Linked DNA regions of Hordeum vulgare: regions 1 and 3 are each linked to region 2. A link is a contact called in public Hi-C data. All regions are on one chromosome and are shown on one strand. Each heading gives the region's core, a stretch centred on a gene start, on an enhancer-like site or on the middle of the called end of the contact. The rest is flanking DNA. Distances are from core to core; before and after follow the strand shown. Region 1 has its middle 43 kb from the start of TRNAK-UUU. Region 2 holds the start of LOC123425286. Region 3 holds the start of LOC123425288 (E3 ubiquitin-protein ligase EL5-like).

Region 1 (4,456 bases), core at 791-3,290, 500 kb before region 2:
CAAAAGTTTTTGTGGGTGGTGATGTCTGTTTTGCTGCCCTCCTTAGTCTTTTCTTGATTCCGCGGTATTGTTGGATCGAAGCGGCTCGGACCGACATTACTCGTACGCTTACGAGAGACTGGTTTCATCGCTACGAGTAACTCCGTTGCTCAAAGATGACCGACGAGTGTCAGTTTCTCCAACTTTAGTTGAATCGGATTTGACCGAGGAGGTCCTTGGATGAGGTTAAATAGCAATTCATATATCTCCGTTGTGCTGTTTGCGTAAGTAATATGCGATCCTACTAGATACCCATGGTCACCACGTAAAACATGCAACAACAATTAGAGGACGTCTAACTTGTTTTTGCAGGGTTGCTTGTGATGTGATATGGCCAACGATGTGATGTGATACATTGGATGTATGAGATGATCATGTTGTAATAGTTAATATCGACTTGCACGTCGATGGTACGGCAACCGACACGAGCCATAGGGTTGTCTTTAAACTAACATTTTCTAAATTTGCAAACAATTTCTGAAACAAGAGCATTATTTGAAAATACAAAAAATGGAAAGATGAACATTTTTAAAATATTATGAAGACTTTTATTAAAAACAGGAACATTTTTTGAAAAGTTGAGGTAATTTTGAACGGTAATATTTGGGGCATTTTTTAAACGTAGAACCAAAATACTCGGAACAATTTCTGAAAACTCGAACAATTTTTAAAAATCCTGAACATTTTAATCATTTCAAAACGCGATATTTTTTCGATTATTCTACATTTTAAAGAAACACAAACATTTTATTTACAGAAATTGCAAATATTTTTGAAAATTACAAACATTTTATGCAAACGAAATCATTTTTCTGAAACTGATGGAAAACATAAATAGTTTTTGGTAACAAGACCATTTTTTGACATTTGTGAATAAATTTAGAAAGACACGAACATTTAAAAGAACGATAGGAAACGGAAAAAAGAAAACGAAAATTGAAAAAGAAGAAACAAAAACACGAGAAAGGAGAGAAAATAAAAAGGAAATAGAAAGAGTAAAAAAGAAAATAAAAATAAATAGAAGAAGAGAGTGGGGACAAATTTTGGAAAACGTGAACAGTTTTTGAAAATCCCGAACAAATTTGAATACCTGAATAGTTTATTGAAATATAAATATAGTTCTAAATACACGCATAGACATGGAATCACAATTGTTTTTGGAAAATTGCCGACATTATAGTAATCCCACGAACATTTTTTTGAAGACATGTGAAAATTGAAAAATGAAAAAATAAATCGAAAAAGTAAAGCATTTTTTTTTAAAAAGAAACACAATAATATTTTACCTTTTATAAGCCAAAAGAAATATAATGAAAATAATGGAAAAAGGAAGAATGGAAAAAATACAGAAGAAACGGCAAAAAAACATGGTGAAAAAATTAAACAGTAAAAACCCTGTTTAGGAAACCTTCTAGAAAGTTTCAAGAAACGGTTTGCACCCACTTGGCGCCGAGGCCGCTAGTTAACGTGCACTTTTGTTAACTGACGCCTGTGGCGTTTCAACTGGCCCGTGCCTTATAGGCCCCTATAACGCTTTTTAAAAAAAAACAATCCGTGAACTTATTTGAATATTGATGAGCTTTTTTGAAATATCGACGAATACTATTGAAGATTTATGAACTTCTTTGAATATCGATGATTGTTTTGAAATTTGATGAACACCTTTTTGAAAATGGATGAACTTTTTCAGTTCAATGAACTTTAACAAAAATCCATTAGTTGTTTTAGTATTTATGAACATTTTTCAAATATATTGAACATTTTGAATGATTTTGTTTTTCAAATTAATGATTTTTTTCAAAATTGACGAACCTTTTTGAAAGATATGATTTGTCTTCTAATGGATGGACCTTTTTCTTTAAATCTGTAAACCTTGTATGATTTTATATAATTTGTTGTACCAAAAAAGTAAACAAAACTGGACAGCACTCCAATGGGCGGACACATGCTAGCATCGTGCCGGATTGTTAACGGGCGCGTGCAGCGCTGCGTAAGAGCTTATCCCACTTGCTTGCGCTCTAAAGTGGGCCGGCCCAAGTCCCGTGCTCCGTGGGCAATGCCTATGTGTTCCCTTGACATTTCAACGCAACGAGACACGCATAGGCAACGTATAGAGCTGCCTCTTCCTCTCCTTAGAGATCGCTATAAGCCTAATCTAAATTTTCACTTTATAAGTCCAATCTAAATTTTCACTTTAGAAGTCTAATTTAAATTTTCACTTTAGAAGTCCACTAATAAAGATTTAACTAGCAGGCTTCTGTTATTTCCTCAAGTGAGGGGGTTTATTTTTGAAATCGCCTATTCTACAATAAACAGGGGAGGCCCCGCTTATTTCCACACCAAGCCCTAAGCCCTCACAAACTGGAAAACCCTATTTGGCGCTATACGTGCCCGTTAGTACAGTTTTTTCAAACGCGCGCGTGCAGCACTCCCGCGATGGGCCTATCCATCTGGGTTTTATTTTTCTTTATTTAATCTCGCAAAAACAAAAGTGCGTAAAGTGAGATTCAAATCCGCGACCACCCTGACAAAGTTATACTTGTGGAACCAATATGGCACCCCATCGGGATGTGTTAAAACTGAACTTTCTACGTATTTTATTCTTTCTTTTCCCTTTTTCTTTTTTTGGTTATTTGTTTTCCTTTTTTCATTTTCATCCTGATTCATTGATTGTTTTTGGAAATACCTGAATTTTTATTTTCAATCACTGTTTTTCAAATTGTGATAAATTCTCTTTGAAATTTTGTGATTTTTTCCCAAATTGATGAACTTTCTGTCGAATTTGGTAATGTATTTTGAAAATCAATGAACATATTTATAAATTCTCTGAAATTCTGTCAAATTCAATGAATTTTTTTAAAATCGTTTAACTTTTTATAAATCTGATTAACTTTTTCTTAAATTCGATAAACTTTTTTTGAATCCGATGATTTTTTTTTCAATTTCGATTTTTTTTTCTTAACCTTGCTTACCTTTCTGGAATTTTAATGTATGTTTTTGAATTCACATTTTTATTCCCTTTTACAGTTTTTTTCAAAAGTGAACGCTTTACCCGTCAACCACGACTTGTCAGCAGTTTTTTGTGTGTGGTAAAACAGGTCAGCAGCTTTTTTTTGGTGTGAACTATTTTTCAAATGAATGAAACTTTTGACAATTTTGTGAAATTTTCAGAATTAATGAACTTTGTTTCAAACTTGATGGATTTTTGTTTTTGCAAATAGATGAACTGTTTCCAATTTATGTGAACTATTCGTGTACATCAACGAATGTTTTTCATTGTTTCATGAACCTTTTACCAAATTGATGAACTATTTTCTTTTTTGATGTTTTTTTTTCAAAATCGATGAACTTTGTTCAAGTTTGTGAACTCTTTCTGCAAACATGATGAATTGTTTCGAAAATTGTCGCAACTTTTCAAATTCATGTTTTTCTATAAATTCAGAAATCTGTTATTTAGGGAATTCAGAAATCTAAAAGGTACAATACAATAAATAATGCATCCAGAGTAGTTCTTATAACGTGGTCGCTATTATCAATCACTACAATGTAATAGCTTTAGTGGCTAGACAAGCTCGTCCCGTAATGCACGACACGAATTCAAATCCTAGAGGAAGCAACTATATTTGCTGTTTTTTCGCACACTACGCGTTCGTGGGCCAGCCCAAGTTAGCAATTCTGTAAGCGCCAACTCGCTCCACGACGCAGAAAGTGTGGTATAGGATGGTAAATCCTATTAGGCACTGCAAGTGTCGGTTAAAGTGCATTTTTCTTAACCGACGCCTGTAGCTTTCGGTCATAGACCGACCATGTAAGTTCCAGCGGGCGGGATGTTTTTCCGGTTTAGTGAAGCTTCTCGAAGCTTTCTACATGGTTTGTTTAAATTTAGGGTTTTCCAGGACTGTTTTTTCTTTGGTTTTTCTCTTTTCATTTTTTGTTTCTTTCCTTCACTCTTTTTATTACGTTTTCATTTCCCTTTTTTATACAATTTTTCATTTTTGAAAAAGTGTTGCCTTTTTGATGAACTTTTATTCCTACCGGAAAACTTTTTCCAAATCACTTAACCTTTTTCCAAGTTTCTGAATTTTTAGTAAAATTCTATGAACTTTTTAGATATCGATCATTTTTTTCAAATTTTGATGAACTTTTGTGAAATTCGATATTCTTCTGTATTGGATGAACTTTTTTTGAAATGGATGAACTTTTTAAAGATTTGTGATTTTCTTTTTCAGTTGAACGAACTTTTTTAAAACATACATGTTTTCTTTTCAAATTTAGTGAAATTTTGGAAAAAATGATATTTCTTTTTCAAATTCGGTGATTTTTTTCAAATTCTATGAATGTTTTTCAAATTTCATGACTTTTTTCAAATTTGATGAACTTTTTTTAAAATTCAATAATTTTTTGTCAAATTTGATGA
Region 2 (4,329 bases), core at 566-3,065:
CGAATGGAAGATTACCGGGGTGACCTAAGCAAACATGACGACCCCACTCCAGTTTCAACGCATGTTTCGCTAAATTATGAGCCTTGACATTTGAGCTCCTAAACTCATAGACGAAATTACAGCTAGGAAAACTAGAAGAAGAACGTATAGTCTCATGAATAATGGCACCATATTCCGTGCCGCTCTTTCTCTTTATATCTTCAACCACCACCTTGCAGTCGGACGCCATATAGATGTATTGTAAGTTCACGTCCTCTATAAGCGCCATAGATTCTCTTACTGCTAGAGCTTCCAATGTAGTCGGGTCTGAGATACCACAAAAGACAATGGTCGAGCCCCCCCAGAAAAGCTCCATCCCTGTCCTTGCAGACGATAACAACCGAGCCGACGCCCCTTCTCCCAACCACTGCCACATCTACATTAATCTTGACCGTGCCAAAAGGTGGCGGAATCCAGACGCTAGTCCTCGCGGTGCCGACACTGGCTGGAGATGTGTTAGGTTTCTTGATGATTTCTATCTCGTTGCGGTAAGACAGGATAAAAAAGATGCGTCAACATAGAGCTTGGAAAGATGTCTTCATAAATCGCCATTCGCCTCGCGAACCATATAGCCCAAAATGTGATCACCATACGAACGAAGAGGTGATGAGGTAGTTGTTTCATCAGTAAAAATATATAATCCCTTGCATTGTCCATATCATGTTGGCACATCTGCTCAACCAGCTCCTCATCTGCCAATGCCTAGACACTTCTCGCTATCGAACAATTTATCAAGGCACGCCTCCAGGAGTCCCTTTCACCGCAAAACCAACATGCATCCGAGGTGAACATGTTCCTATGGTGGAGCAGGTCGAAGGTGGGAACAGAGCTTTGCACAATCCTTCACGGAAACAGTTTAACCTTGGAAGGAACATCAACACCCCACATTTGTGTCCATTCATTGCTTTGCTGGCCATTGCGTGATGCACCCTCTCGCTCATCAATCCAGTTCTCCCCTTGTAATTTTTGTTTGCAAGATTATTCTCTATGCAAACTTCACCGAAAACATTCTGTGCTTCTCACCGTTCCACACCCAGAAGTCTTCAATATTTCTTATGCATAATGAAATGGAAAGAATCGACTCAGCATCAATTGGCAAGAATACCTGACATATGAGCTGTTCATTCCATGCTGCCTCCGATGTACTTATCAACTCGGACACAAAGCACGGTGGGTTAGAATTAGTGAAGATATAGGCCTCATCATCCCCTGTCCGTGGTAGCCAGTTGTGTCTCCAAATGCCCATAGTGTTTTCGTTTTCAACTCTGCGGATGATCCCTTGCCTCAAACATGTCTCGTCCATCAAGATCAGCTTACAAGCTCAGCTTTGAGAAGATCTGCATCAGGGAAGTATACTGATTAGTGAATTTGGGAAAAACAGATCGAAGAAGGAATGTCCGACCGCTGAGGCTTTGTTTGGTAGAAATGGATTGGGGAGGTTTGGGGAGGAGGGGATTTGATGAATCCCTTCCTTCCATCCAATCCTCTCAAATCCCTCGGGGTTTGTTTCCACCAGTCCCTCGAGGAGGGTCCTGAAACACATGGATAGAAAGAGTTTGACGGGAAATAGAGGGGATTCGGCTAAGCAAACCCCTCTTATCAAATAGATGCATGAGGTTCTATGAGGTTTGTGACCCTCGCGGGGATTTTCCTCTCAAAGTCGTGAATCCCCGAATGGCAAACGAGGCCTGATGGGCCTGGGCCGGCCCGAGGAAACGATCAGCGTTCCGGGACGATCCCTACGTTTATTTTCCTCTCCTCCCTCTCTCTCCGTGCCAAGCGGTCAGCGGCGTCCCTCTGCCTCCATAGCGACACGGCGACACGCTCTCCCCGGTCCGCCGCAAGTTGGACTCCACCGCCGCCGCACCGCCCACCTCTCTCCGACGCACTGCATCGGGTAGGCCTCGCCTTCCTCGGTTTCTCCGTCGGCCATCGCCCTCCCTCCCCGCTGCCCACCATCTCAGGCGGGTGGATGCGCGCGCCTCCACTGCCCCTGCCAAACCTAGGGTTAAGAGTAGCATGTTACTGCGTATATTGCCGTATTGACTCTGTTATTTCGTCCTCTCATTATATTTACCGAGCCAGTTTGCCTTAACGGCTAGGGTTGAGTATGCATCGGCTCCGCCCACTCCAAGCTCTCGCATTACTACTAAATTCAAAGTATTAATGCACAATTGGTTAAATTGGAGTGCCCTGCTTGGCATCAGTGGGAGTTGGCAGGGTGGCACCCAGCAAGTAGAAGCAAGTTATTTGGAACAAAAAAGGCCTGAAGAAAATGATTGGACTACATTGGCGGCAGTAGTATTACATTCTTAGTTAACAGACTGATGACCTAGAGCTAGGGAAGAGCAAGCCTCAGATCTGATTGAGCTGCTAGTTATTTCTCCCTTTTTTTTGTCTCTAATTGATGAGCGAGAGGGCAGAGCATCGTGTTTCTTTAGGATAGGACTACTCAAATTGTCGGCCCATTTACTTACTTATCGGATGAATTTCGAGTTTGGCGTACCCCCCAAACCCCAAGCCTCACATCAAGTCTGCCTCTGGATGACTGCTTCAGTTTGGGGATTCCTTCACCAACCTTGATGCTGATTTTGCTGCAGCACTAATTATGTCCTGTTTGCACCTTGCATTGTCATATCAGCCACACCTGAAACTGCATCTTGATCACATGTCCCAGGCTTGCCCACAGCTGCAACAAACATCCTCAAACACTTGCATATATTATCTCCTGCCAAATTATTCTGCTTTTTATGAGCTGAAACCACTGTACCAGGAGTGAATATTGGATCCATCTCCTATGCTCATTTTGAATGTGCTTTACTGTAAGAGCTCATAGAATGGTCATAGGAGGAGATGGATCCAATATTGGATATTGGATCCATCTTAAATAGTTTTTAGAAGTATCTGTCACATGTCCAGATTGTAAATGTTGTACAGTATAGCACATTCAATTACCATGTACTGAGATGTTAAGTTGTCTTATAGAAAAAGTACTTTCGGACAACAAAGTCAGACGATCGCTAAATAAGAATTTGCCGGCCATGACAAGTTAACACAATTTGTGTTTGGACGGTAGTTTGAGACAGTAAGAGCTCAACTACCAATTCATTTTTGGTTGAAATTACCAATTGTTAGACCCAGTTGAGTCATACCATTTCTCTTTGAAGGTTCTTTTTATTGTTTTTCCTATACTAATTATTGGTTTTGTCAAAAAAAAACTCTGTTCAAACTTTTACCCTTCTCGGTTTGAAAAATTGTACCTAATGTTGGATCTGAATATAAATAGGGCCAGCCGAGCTCTCAGACATGTCTGGACGTGAGGTTCGTGAGTACACTAACCTCAGCGACCCCAAAGGTTAGTGATTTCATCATTCTCCAGTCCCAGTGTGGACAAGTGATTCTTCTCCTTTTTGGTTTATTGGACATTTTCTTAAATCATCACCTTTGGGCTTATGCATATGCAGATAGAAAGTATGGGAAGGGAAAGGACAAGATCGATGATGAGGATGTCACCTTCCAGCGCATGGTAGCAAAGGTTAACCGGAATGCTCTTGCAAAAATAATTCTGATTAAATTGTGAATAAATTGAGTTATCATTACTTAGTAGCACTGTCCTGGTAGGTATCTTATTTTTAGGGAATTACTTTAGCTTCCAAAATCTAAGTTACATTATCGAATATCACATTTGAATATTGGATAGTTTTGATATTTGAATGAGGGTCATGGAAAGAAAAGAGATCTGTTTTTGAGTTTTGACACGGTATTGTGCTTGCTGCTTGGAATATGCACTATATTTGGACTGGTACAGATGTAGATAAGTACAGAAGGCCTTGATATGTTTGTACCAATGAGCTTAAATTCAGGGAATTTACTTTGGATTGTGAGAAATCGTTCAATGGGTCAGGAAAAAGATTAAGGTTGTGTTAGGTTTAGGTAGCATGCATTATCTGCTCCGATTGGTGTTGTGTTCGGAACAGTATTTAACTTGCTGGCGGTTGTGGGCTTTTGGCCATTGAGATTACTCACTATTCTTGAAAAATTGGTCCCATTACTCAGTGTGCCTCCAATAGGCATTGATTTACGATGTTCTGATAACATGCCCTGACAGGGATTCTGGCTTTCTACTGGGCGGTTGATGCCAACAGATGCAGGATGTTGCTGGTGAGCGGGGAGGCTACCTTCATGGGCGAGGAGGTACTTCATGCTTCTTTAATGAAGAATTCATGCTGGCTCCTTGTTAACCTTGTTTACTTTGATGTTGTTCAGCATTGGACAGTGATGATTTGCTCT
Region 3 (4,225 bases), core at 1,290-3,789, 350 kb before region 2:
GAGAGGGATGCGTTTTGCAGATAGGCTCGGGCAATGAAACATCTAGAAAGATCTCCCATCTTGGATTGAATGGTTTGAGTGAGCTCGCCAAGCAAGGCGCTTGCAGAGTTGGTAAGCCAAGCTGCAATTATTATGAAGCATCATCAGTTTTGTTGCAGCGATTCCATTATCATGTTGAGCAGAGCATCTCGCGAGCGTCACATATTATCTGCTAAAGAAGAAGCCATGGATAGACGAGCGAGCCAAGCAAATATGAAAAGAAGCGAAGATTTTTATTTTATGTGTGTGCGTGTGATCGATGCTGATGTATTCGCATTCGTCCTGTTTGTGCGACGGCGAGGCCTGAGAAGGACACGTACGTCAGATACCTATCCGCTGGTGGCAGTGGCAAACCAGAATTTTCTTCCTACGCCATGGTCATGGGGCCTCCCTCCCACATATACTAGTACTCACTTTTCTTCGTTCGAAAGGGAAAATCGGGTGGTAGCATCATACCATATGCATATGAGATAACTAATTTGCGAGCGAGCGATTAGCTGAGCTATCTCCAAATTGTTGGGTTGATTTTGCTGTCCTTGTTGCTTGTTTGGCCAACTACCCGGCGTCACCATGCTTGCTGCTAACTCAACTATCATTTTTCCTTAAAAAACGAAAAAGAAACCGAAAACTCAACTATCTTACATGTCAACCCACTTCTTTTAGACCAACTAGGAGCCAACCAAATCGGGTTAACGAAACAACCTCTTTCCTTTGAAAAGCACCAATGGAACAATTATGCAGAAGAAATCCTGGATTTGTTATTTTCTTTTCAGGAGTATAGTGGTTGATTAGTGCATCAGTTGGCTATATGGTGATGGTGGACCGGTGGTTGATAATGCGGCGTACATGCGGAGTTGGCGAACAATGGAGGGCAGTCATACATGTTCTTCTCAGCTTATCGCATGTCAAATCCCCAGTTTTGGCGCGTACGTGCGTAGCGAGGTCCCTGCAGGCTCTTGACAGATGCTGCATTATGAGGGAGAGTGATATGACAATTTCGGCACAATTTTGACATTCGCAACCGGTGGCCAGAGGAAAACAAGAGCCGGACAACAAGTTCGGCAGGGTGAATGAATATACTACTACTAGTATCAGCACTGCTTACGGCTGCATGCAGGCTTGCAGTTTGCAGTTGCAGTTAGTGCTACTCGACAGAGAATGGAAGTAACTGAATAACGGTATTAGTGGGTTGCTGTCGCTGCCGCAGCTGAATTGACCGCTTGCAAGTTGTACAAAGAATGAGAAGGAACGACGAAATGTAGGCAGGCAAAGTTGTTTTCTTCTCTTTTCCTGTGGTGTCATGCCGGAACATGATCATCCTATCCACATGTACATCACACGTCTATAAAAATCTGTACAGCTTTTTTTTACTCCGAGACCGAGTAAGAGTAAGGGAGACACTGGGAAAACTTGCGATGACGCCACGCAAGGAAGACGGCACATCGCAGAAAGGTTGGGGGGAGGAAAAGTCCACCGTGGCAGCCGGGGCGTCAGCATGAGCCCGCCGGCTGCTGCGGCTTCGCCTGCCTCGACGACGCGCTGCTCTCGCCGCCGGCGAGCCCCATCTCTATGTCCCTTGCCGCGTCCTCCTCCTGCGGCGGCGGGGGCGGCGACGCGCCGCCACACCCGAGAAGCCGCCGCAGCCCGCACGACGCCCCGGCGGGCGGCGGCTGCGCTTGCGGTTGAGAGGGAGCAGGCGCTGGTTGAGGTGTGGTTGCGGCGGGGGTCTGCGGTTGCGCGCGGCCGGTGCTGACGTCGTCCTGGGAGCCGAAGAAGAGGACGTTGGTGGGGAAGTTGGGCGACTCCTGGTCGGCCTCGGGCGCCTGGACGGGCGCGGGCGGCAGGGGCGGCGCGTCGACGGCGGGGCAGCGGCAGAGCGGGCAGGTGGAGTGCGACCTGAGCCACATGTCGACGCAGTCGACGTGGAAGCCGTGGCCGCAGCGGGGCAGCACGCGCGCCGTGTCCCCGGTGGCGAGCTCCGTGATGCAGACCGCGCAGTCCATGGCCTCCCCCTTGGCCACCTCCCGGCGGGGCAGCGACGCCATCGACGCGTCGTCCAGGCCCCCGTCGTAGAACCACGGTGCGACGCCGTCCCCGGCGCCGGCCCGCCCGTCCCCGCCGCAGAACAGGTAGCGCAGGTGCGCCATCACGCCGCTCCCCGGCGGCGGCGGCGCGCCGCCCCGGGACCTCTTGGCGCAGAGGAATATGTAGAAGCAGAGCACGAAGGAGAGGAAGATGGCCATCACGGCCGCCAGCATGGTGGCCGCCGCCGCCGCCGTCGTCGCCGTCACCGCCATGAACACCACCACCACCCTCGCTTCCTCTTCCAACAAGTAACAAGAATCGCCTCGCCCCTGGTGCAAACGACAGCAGCAGCCGGCCTCTGCTCGCTCTCCTCGGAATATGCTCCTCGTCCTCGCAAGCTTCTAGGCAGCGCGTGCGTGCGTGCACAAGCGGGCTTTGGCTCTGGCTCGGGCTGGAGGTTTTCGAGGTGGGAATGGGATTTAACGTAATGGAGCGCGCGCTGCTACTTATACGGTGGCCGGAGAGGATAAGAGGGAGGAGGAGAAGAAGAAAACTTGTGTGGGGATTTGGAGGAGAGGGTGAGCGAACGGGCGAACTGTGGAGGGAAAGCTCGGATGGCGACGGTTTTCAAATATGTTGACGCGAGCCATAGGTGCTGAGCCTGAGCGGAGCGGGCATGACCCGAGTGGGTTCGTTCGTTGGACGGACCTCCCCGCCACGGCCATCCCCGTCGACCAATCTCCCGCCCCGCGCGCCGCTGCACGGTTGCGCCAACGATTTGGTGTTGGTGCAACCACACACCACGTCGGTAAACCCCCTGAAACCGACCGGTCGACGCACACGCGGCCCCGTACGTGGCGCCAGTTAAAATAATATAAAGAGCAGAGGCAGTCACAGATCCACTGACAGGCTGACTGACACGCAGCCCCCCAGTGAACTGACACGAATTATTTTACTACTAGTTGTACCCTGGTCTGATGATCATGCTGATTTATTTCGTGGCTGGTTTGCTGCAGGACACACCGCCGGATCAGGGGACACATTTGGACGAACCCAACTGCCAGGGCCAGGAAACGTGGGCCGTATGCCGGCAGCGCGTGTCACACGCCGGGTCCCGGGCCCGATAGATAGATAGCTTGACGTGGATACGTGGACCGATGTGCTTGAAGCAATGGAGCTGGAGCGGGCATCAGCCAAGCCAAGCCAGGGTGCCCCGCCCCGGACTCCATCCATCCATCGCAACGGGTGGACCACACATCGCGGGAGGTTCGTTCGTTCGTTTCGTTGGTTGGTTGGTTCGGTATAGCGGTTTGTTGCCCCCCTTCTTCTCCTTGCTGTCCCTTTCCCGTTGCGGGTATGCGTCTCCGGAGCGCACAAGCGAGCGATCGAATTCAATTCGAACCCGACCGGGCGAACGAACGAATGCGCGAATTGGTCCTGTCCGTGTGGTCGTGGCGGCATCGGCTCGGCGTTTCCTGGAAGCAACTGGATTGGTTGAGTGTGGCTCCATCCCAAGTTAAGTTAAGTAAGAGTACCAAGCCGCCTTATCTTACTTGGCTGGGAATTCCGGGAAAGTTGACCGGCATATCTAAGTACCAAGCCATCTGAACCTCGTTAACAAGAATATAGCTTAGTTTGGATGGTTACTACTTGGTCACATAACGCCCCGTCGAAAACGTACTCGCGTCCGGCCTCCGACGGGCGCGACCGATCGAACGCCACATGCATGCATGTGATGTTCCTGTACAGCACTAATAAGGCTTGAATTGATTTGATTAGTAACTATCATCTCCGCAGAAAAAGACTTGTATCGATCGAATAAAACTCTCCAGATAAACCCGAGAACTACTAGTGCTGCCAACAAGTTGCCCATCTCTCATCCCTTGGGTTCGCTGCATCGGCAGCCGACTCGCCGTCGGGGTCAGGGGCGGCAGCTAGCCCACGAACGCGGCTGGCCGGCGACCCATGTCCGGCGCCCGGGCTTTGGCAGCGACGGCACGGACGGACGCGCGCGGGGGAGCGGGGGAGGACAGTGACGCGCGCGGTCTCCGGCCCCGTGCGCTGCTGCCCTGCTGATGACGCCCATGATGATGATTCCGCCGTTGTTGAAAAATCTGCGTGGTGTCTCCTAGACTTTTGAATCGGGTCGGCTGAAACCCCG

The links. A called contact is a pair of places that touch in the nucleus more often than the background predicts.
Region 1: a Hi-C map of seedling shows a contact between it and region 2, with 4 times the contacts expected there. The contact joins the enhancer-like site here to the promoter of LOC123425286 in region 2. A contact is called at or near these places in 4 of 6 Hi-C or Micro-C datasets (leaf and seedling).
Region 3: a Hi-C map of leaf shows a contact between it and region 2, with 4 times the contacts expected there. The contact joins the promoter of LOC123425288 here to the promoter of LOC123425286 in region 2. A contact is called at or near these places in 2 of 6 Hi-C or Micro-C datasets (leaf and seedling).

Annotation. Positions count from the first base shown.
Region 1 is chr2H:96,760,550-96,765,005 of MorexV3_pseudomolecules_assembly, reverse strand. No RefSeq gene overlaps it. Among protein-coding and RNA genes, the nearest start is that of TRNAK-UUU, 43 kb to the right of the region's middle. Within about 2 kb of position 2,040, at least 3 of the 3 cell types and tissues checked have open chromatin away from gene starts, as enhancers often do. A contact at or near this core is called in leaf and seedling, where this site is marked.
Region 2 is chr2H:96,256,419-96,260,747 of MorexV3_pseudomolecules_assembly, reverse strand. LOC123425286 reads left to right here and starts at 1,815. Exons shown (of 7, transcript XM_045108967.1): 1 at 1,815-1,936; 2 at 3,326-3,394; 3 at 3,504-3,574; 4 at 4,185-4,233; 5 at 4,306-4,329. The coding sequence starts at 3,346.
Region 3 is chr2H:96,602,775-96,606,999 of MorexV3_pseudomolecules_assembly, reverse strand. LOC123425288 (E3 ubiquitin-protein ligase EL5-like) reads right to left here and starts at 2,539. Exons shown (of 1, transcript XM_045108970.1): 1 at 1,299-2,539. The coding sequence starts at 2,336. The coding sequence ends at 1,530.